Regions from separate parts of the Mus musculus genome. Here region 1 is linked to region 2. Evidence: chromatin contacts called from public HiChIP or PLAC-seq data. All regions are on one chromosome and are shown on one strand. Each heading gives the region's core, a stretch centred on a gene start, on an enhancer-like site or on the middle of the called end of the contact. The rest is flanking DNA. Distances are from core to core; before and after follow the strand shown. Region 1 holds the start of Galr3 (galanin receptor 3). Region 2 overlaps Triobp (TRIO and F-actin binding protein).

What was found. HiChIP or PLAC-seq counts read pairs in DNA pulled down with a chosen protein or histone mark.
Region 1: an H3K27ac HiChIP or PLAC-seq map of neural progenitor cells shows a contact between it and region 2, with 2.0 times the contacts expected there. The contact joins the promoter of Galr3 here to the enhancer-like site in region 2. A contact is called at or near these places in 11 of 39 promoter capture datasets (the 3T3-L1 cell line, 3T3-L1-derived adipocytes, the HPC-7 cell line and 6 more), 2 of 15 datasets of contacts at CTCF or cohesin (CD8 T cells and embryonic stem cells), 22 of 484 Hi-C or Micro-C datasets (the 3T3-L1 cell line, B cells, LSK cells and 16 more), 13 of 115 datasets of contacts at active chromatin or transcription factors (CD8 T cells, the HPC-7 cell line, the SCID.adh cell line and 7 more) and 4 of 9 other capture datasets (adipose tissue, liver, macrophages and 1 more).

The regions. Positions count from the first base shown.
Region 1 is chr15:79,040,471-79,043,188 of GRCm38.p6, forward strand. Galr3 (galanin receptor 3) reads left to right here and starts at 1,415. Exons shown (of 2, transcript NM_015738.2): 1 at 1,415-1,820; 2 at 2,250-2,718. The coding sequence starts at 1,462. It also overlaps a transcript of Gcat not described here.
Region 2 is chr15:78,987,511-78,990,215 of GRCm38.p6, forward strand. It overlaps Triobp (TRIO and F-actin binding protein), which reads left to right. Exons shown (of 25, transcript NM_001039156.1): 13 at 382-438. Among named protein-coding and RNA genes, the nearest start is that of Mir6956, 13 kb to the right of the region's middle. Within about 2 kb of position 1,366, at least 109 of the 459 cell types and tissues checked have an H3K27ac peak or open chromatin away from gene starts, as enhancers often do. A contact at or near this core is called in adipose tissue, astrocytes, brain and 9 more, where this site is marked.

The DNA of each region.
Region 1 (2,718 bases), core at 165-2,664, 53 kb after region 2:
AACAAAGAGCTTTTGGTCCTGGTTTCCCAGCCTTGGAAACTCCATTTAAAAATAGAAATCCTTTCTGAGCTTAGATCAGAGTTCTACTTGGAGCCAAGGAAGCTAAGGCACTAGGGGGGAGGAGTCACAGGCCACAGGAGGTGGGAGGTGCCAGGAATGGGCTGAGCCCTGGGCAGGAAAGGGTTAACCACGGAAGCCAATCTCCTAGAGCGGAGATCAGTGGGTTACTGCCCGTGAAAGCGAGAATGAGGTGGCAACAACGCAGACAGGCAGAGAAGAGCGGCGCTGAAGAGCATGCCACCCCGGGGAAATCGGGGGTCTGAGGAGGAGGTGGCCAGTCCACTCCGGAGCAGTAGCGAGTGCCCAACATCCAACTCAGCGGACAGCTGAGGGCAGGGGAGAGGAGAGGAGGGGCCTTGAAAATGAAGAGAGAGAAATAGGAAGCAGAGGCGTACCTGCATGGAGGCAATCAAGGGCTGAAACAAGAAGCTCCAGCCTGGCCGTTCTACCAGGAAGCATGCAGGGGCCCAGTGCCTAGGGCTGAGGTGGGTGCCGCCTATCCTGGGCTTGGGGGCTTACTGCTTGTAGGTGCTGTGTAGGGGCAGATGTCCCCCTTCTTCTGTCCTCCCTGCCTCCTGAACCCCTGCTCCTAAGTCATCTCACTGCTGCACTGGGTCCCTGAGCACAAGGGGACCCACAGGTTGTAAACTGCGGCTCAGGGTAGGGTTGACACCAGGCAATGTGCGCACAGGCACGTGCATGGGGACACATGTGAACAGTCGGGTAGCACCTGTTGCAGTTTTTCCGATGCGCATTCCAGCCTAGGAGTCAGGATCCCAGCAGCCCCAGAGCTGTCACTCAGGTTGTGATATTAGCCACTTGTGTCACCTCTCTAGGCCTCAGTTTCCCTACGTGCAGAGCGGAGGCGGTGACTTCTGTGGTCTTCCTAGCTCTGCTGCTGTAGTGCTCTCATGAGGAAGGACTCTTCATTGACTCAGGGGTGTTACCGGTGCCGCCTGTTGCCACAAAAATGCCCCTAAATTCAAAGGTCTCCCCTGAGCGTCCAATGTGGTTGAAAAAGAAAATATAGCCAGTTTGTGTTGCCTCTCAGCGGCCTCGGCATCTTCTTATTCTGCCTGTGTCTTCATGTGCCTTATAAATCTAGAATAACCCAAACAGCCTTCCAGGTTCTGGGTTAAAGAGGTGTTCCCTAGGAAACCAAGGATCAGCGTGTGTGTGTGTGTGTGTGTGTGTGTGTGTGTGTGTGTGTGACACACACAACCAATGTGACTGTCTCACATGCTGACTTTGGCTTTGTTCTACCCTCTTCTGTCCTTCATGAACTTCTAGCCCAGATACCTGGTCAGATCCAGGCTGAAAGAACCAGATTCCTGGGTCAAGTGCCTTGAGACCTGGCCTCCTGTCTGAAGACCCGTTTTCTCTTCCTCGTTTGCTAGGAAAATGGCTGACATCCAGAACATTTCGCTGGACAGCCCAGGGAGCGTAGGGGCTGTGGCAGTGCCGGTGGTCTTTGCCCTCATCTTCCTGTTGGGCATGGTGGGTAATGGGCTGGTGTTGGCCGTGCTTCTGCAGCCTGGCCCAAGTGCCTGGCAGGAACCGGGCAGTACCACGGATCTCTTCATCCTCAACTTGGCGGTGGCCGACCTTTGCTTCATCCTGTGCTGCGTGCCCTTCCAGGCGGCCATCTACACACTGGATGCCTGGCTCTTTGGGGCTTTCGTGTGCAAGACGGTACATCTGCTCATCTACCTCACCATGTATGCCAGCAGCTTCACCCTGGCGGCCGTCTCAGTGGATAGGTGAGCTGTACCTGGGTCAGGCCAGAGAGGGACCTGGACAGATTCTTATTAGCTAGCGGAATATAACTAGGGACCAGACTTTGGTGGGAGGAAAGGAAGGCCTTAGTGGCACCTGCCCTTCCGGCCTCCAGTGTGGACTTCCAGAGGGCATTTCTAAGCCCCAAAGTGTCAGCGCAGGGGGCCAGGTATAAATTGGAATTGTGTAGTAACAAAAGAAACTCCCAATACACTCGTCAGATGCTAAGGTACCTATACCTGACTCACATTGCCTCACATTTATCCATGGCTTGAAATTCCCTAGACGATGAGTCTCTTCTCTTTGAGCCCTTGCTAAATGGCAGGCAAAGGGATTGGATGGGGAAATTAAGGCAGGCACGGGGGCGGGCTCTCAGGAGGCCCCGCCCCTGACCTCCCCGCCCTCACCCGCAGGTACCTGGCGGTGCGACACCCGCTGCGCTCCCGGGCCCTCCGCACCCCGCGCAACGCGCGCGCCGCCGTGGGGCTCGTGTGGCTGCTGGCGGCGCTCTTTTCCGCGCCCTACCTAAGCTACTACGGCACGGTGCGCTACGGCGCGCTCGAGCTCTGCGTGCCCGCCTGGGAGGACGCGCGGCGGCGCGCGCTGGACGTGGCCACCTTCGCCGCAGGCTACCTGCTGCCGGTGACCGTGGTGAGCCTGGCCTACGGACGCACGCTGTGCTTCCTGTGGGCCGCCGTGGGTCCCGCGGGTGCGGCGGCGGCAGAGGCACGCAGACGGGCAACCGGCCGCGCGGGGCGCGCCATGCTGACGGTGGCCGCGCTCTACGCACTCTGCTGGGGCCCGCACCACGCGCTCATCCTCTGCTTCTGGTACGGCCGCTTCGCCTTCAGCCCGGCCACCTACGCCTGTCGTCTGGCTTCG
Region 2 (2,705 bases), core at 116-2,615:
TCCGCGTGGCCCACCTAGATCTTACCGAAGAGGACTAGGCTATTTCTCGAGGCTGCTCTCTGGATTCCCTGGGGCTCTCTTTATAGGAAAAGTTCCTTTTGTCTCTCCCTCTCCCCATCTTGGGTAGGGCCGGGGAGCTTGGACACCTGGGGAGGGGGAGATGCTGGGGGAAAGGTCTAAGGCTGTCTCAGTGGCGGGGAGTCTGCTTGGTTTGGGGGTAGGTGAGGAGAGTTAAGTTCTCTGGGTCCTTTGCCCTCGCCGTTGGTCTCCCAGGACCTCAGTGTCACCAGGACTACGACAGGATGACTGTCGCATTCCCTTCTAGCAGCCCCGTCGGCTTTCACACTGAGTCTGACCATTTGCCTTCTCATCTTCCTGTAGCCCGATCTGCTCAACTTCAAGAAAGGATGGATGTCAATCTTGGATGAGCCTGGAGAGGTAGGAGACTGGAGGGGAGGGACTGGCCGGGCTGATGCAGGGCTTCCGTGGAGAGGCTCTTGGGGTGGGTAAAGGGGTCCGATGGGAGGGCCAGTGAAAACCCTAATGGAGTTGAATTTCTGGTCGAGGGAGAGGCTTAGTGAATGCTTAGGAGGGACAGGTTGCTGGCTCTAGGCTTCCTCATGAGTCTTAACATGTGAGGCACAGGGTGGAGCCTCCCTGCCATGCACGCTCCAGATCCCATCTTTAGCTCTCGACAGGAGTATCTTGGCTCTCCTTCCTCATGACAATGCTTGACAGGAGTCTGAGGGTCTGGGGTGAAGGCTTCCCGAGTTGTACCTGAGTTGTACCAACTTCCAGACAGTACAGAGTAGGGCACAGGACACAGGCCAGACCTGTCGGTGGAACCACAGCCTCAGTCAGCAGATCTGTGACATGGGTATGATGGAGAACAGAGTCACTCACAGAGGTGACTGCGTGAGGAGCCGGAAGCTTCTAAGCTTAGTTCATCACCCCTCCGTCTTTCCAGTCTACTGTGACTGGCCTTGGAAATAGCTGAGGTGGTGCCGTTCACCAGCTCTGCTCTTTCAGCGGCCAGGCAAAGCCGGAGGCTGGGAGCTAAACTGGCTTTCCGCCTACTCTGCCTGCATGTGCCCATGGCTCGGATCTGCATCAGATCTGCATGCGGTCCGCATGCTGGGCAGGGCTCAGAGCCAAGGGGAATCGCATTGTGTTTCCTGCCCACGCGCTTTAATTCCCCGCAGCCTTCTGTCCCCGCTGCCTGCTTGCCATCCCTTAGTGGCTGCTGGCCAGGCTCACACAAGGCCTGGCGCCCTGCCAGTGACCCCTTTCTGGCCTCCCTACCCCAAGTCCCTGGAGGGCAGAGGGATTATGGGCACCACCCAGAACTGGCCATTACTCATGCTCTTTCACTGGGTTTTGGAATGTCCAAACTGGAAGGGCCTTGGGAGGGCAGCCAGCCCCAGCCCCTCATGTACAGATGGGAGTCGGAGCCACAAGAGTGAGCTCTCTTCCAGGCTGAGTGATACCCTGGGCAGCCCAGGCCTAGAACCTGGGGCCCTCAGAGCTTCATCCATCTTCTGTTACAATTAGGGACAGAGCTGACCTAGACAACCAAGAAACCATTATCCATAGAACCCTCCTCACTTCACAGAGACACTTGAGTTCCCAAGTGGTACCTTAGTCCACTCCAGGAGCAAGATTGTTTTAAGAGTGCCAGGCAGTGGTGGCACACGCCTTTAATCCCAGCACTTGGGAGACAGAGGCAGGCGGATTTCTGAGTTCAAGGCCAGCCTGGTCTACAAAGTGAGTTCCAGAACAGCCAGGGCTACACAGAGAAACCCTGTCTCGGGCGGGGAGGAGGGAGCAGGTTGGGTGGGGGGAACGACAGATAACCTGTAGCCTGACCCAAAATCTAGACTTCTTGCCATTCCCAGTGTAGAGTCAGAACAGTGAAGGCTGGGGAGGTGGTGACCCTTGCTGAGAGACACATGGCAAGGCAACACTCACACTCTGGGCATTTGGTGCTTAAACCCTGTTTCTCAGGGGAGACCCCTGGGAAGAAGTAGAAAGCATCACCCTCAAATGCTAGAAACCGTATCATGTCCCTATGGGATAAAAATAGGAAATAGCCTAGGCAGGGTTGTGGTGTTGGGGGAGCCCCAAGAGGGCTGCACCAGGACACACTGATCCAGCAGTGGGCTGATGGCAACTAGGATCCCAGGAAAGTGGCCAGCAGTCGTCTGAGACACACATGAGATGCTCGGCTGCCTGTCCCTTTCCCATGTGGCTTCCCAGCCTAAAAGAGGTACTGCAGGGACTCACACTGCGGAATCACAAATGTGAGGGTTAACCAATGCACTCTCACACCGGAACATGTGTGTAACCAGCCCGCAGCACAGATGGGGGAGCAACACTCAGTTGCCTGCCCCAGGCCTCTTTCTAGTCCTTCTGTCTGAGAGGCCTTTGTCCTTGACCCTGTGTCAGGCCAGCACGCAGAGAAAGACTTGCAGAGGTCTGGCCCCACTTAGTCACTGCCCCTGTAGGCATTTAACTTCACAGAGCCTGTACCTTCCTTCATCGGCACTGGAGAAAGGCACGTGCTATGCTGAGCTCTGATATCTTGAGTGGTCCTGAATGAGCTTCAAATACTTCAGTTGATAGAATGGTTGCCTACCAGGCAAGACTCTGGCCTTGATGCCCAGCATCATATAATACAGGCATGATGGTGCATGCCTGTAATTCTA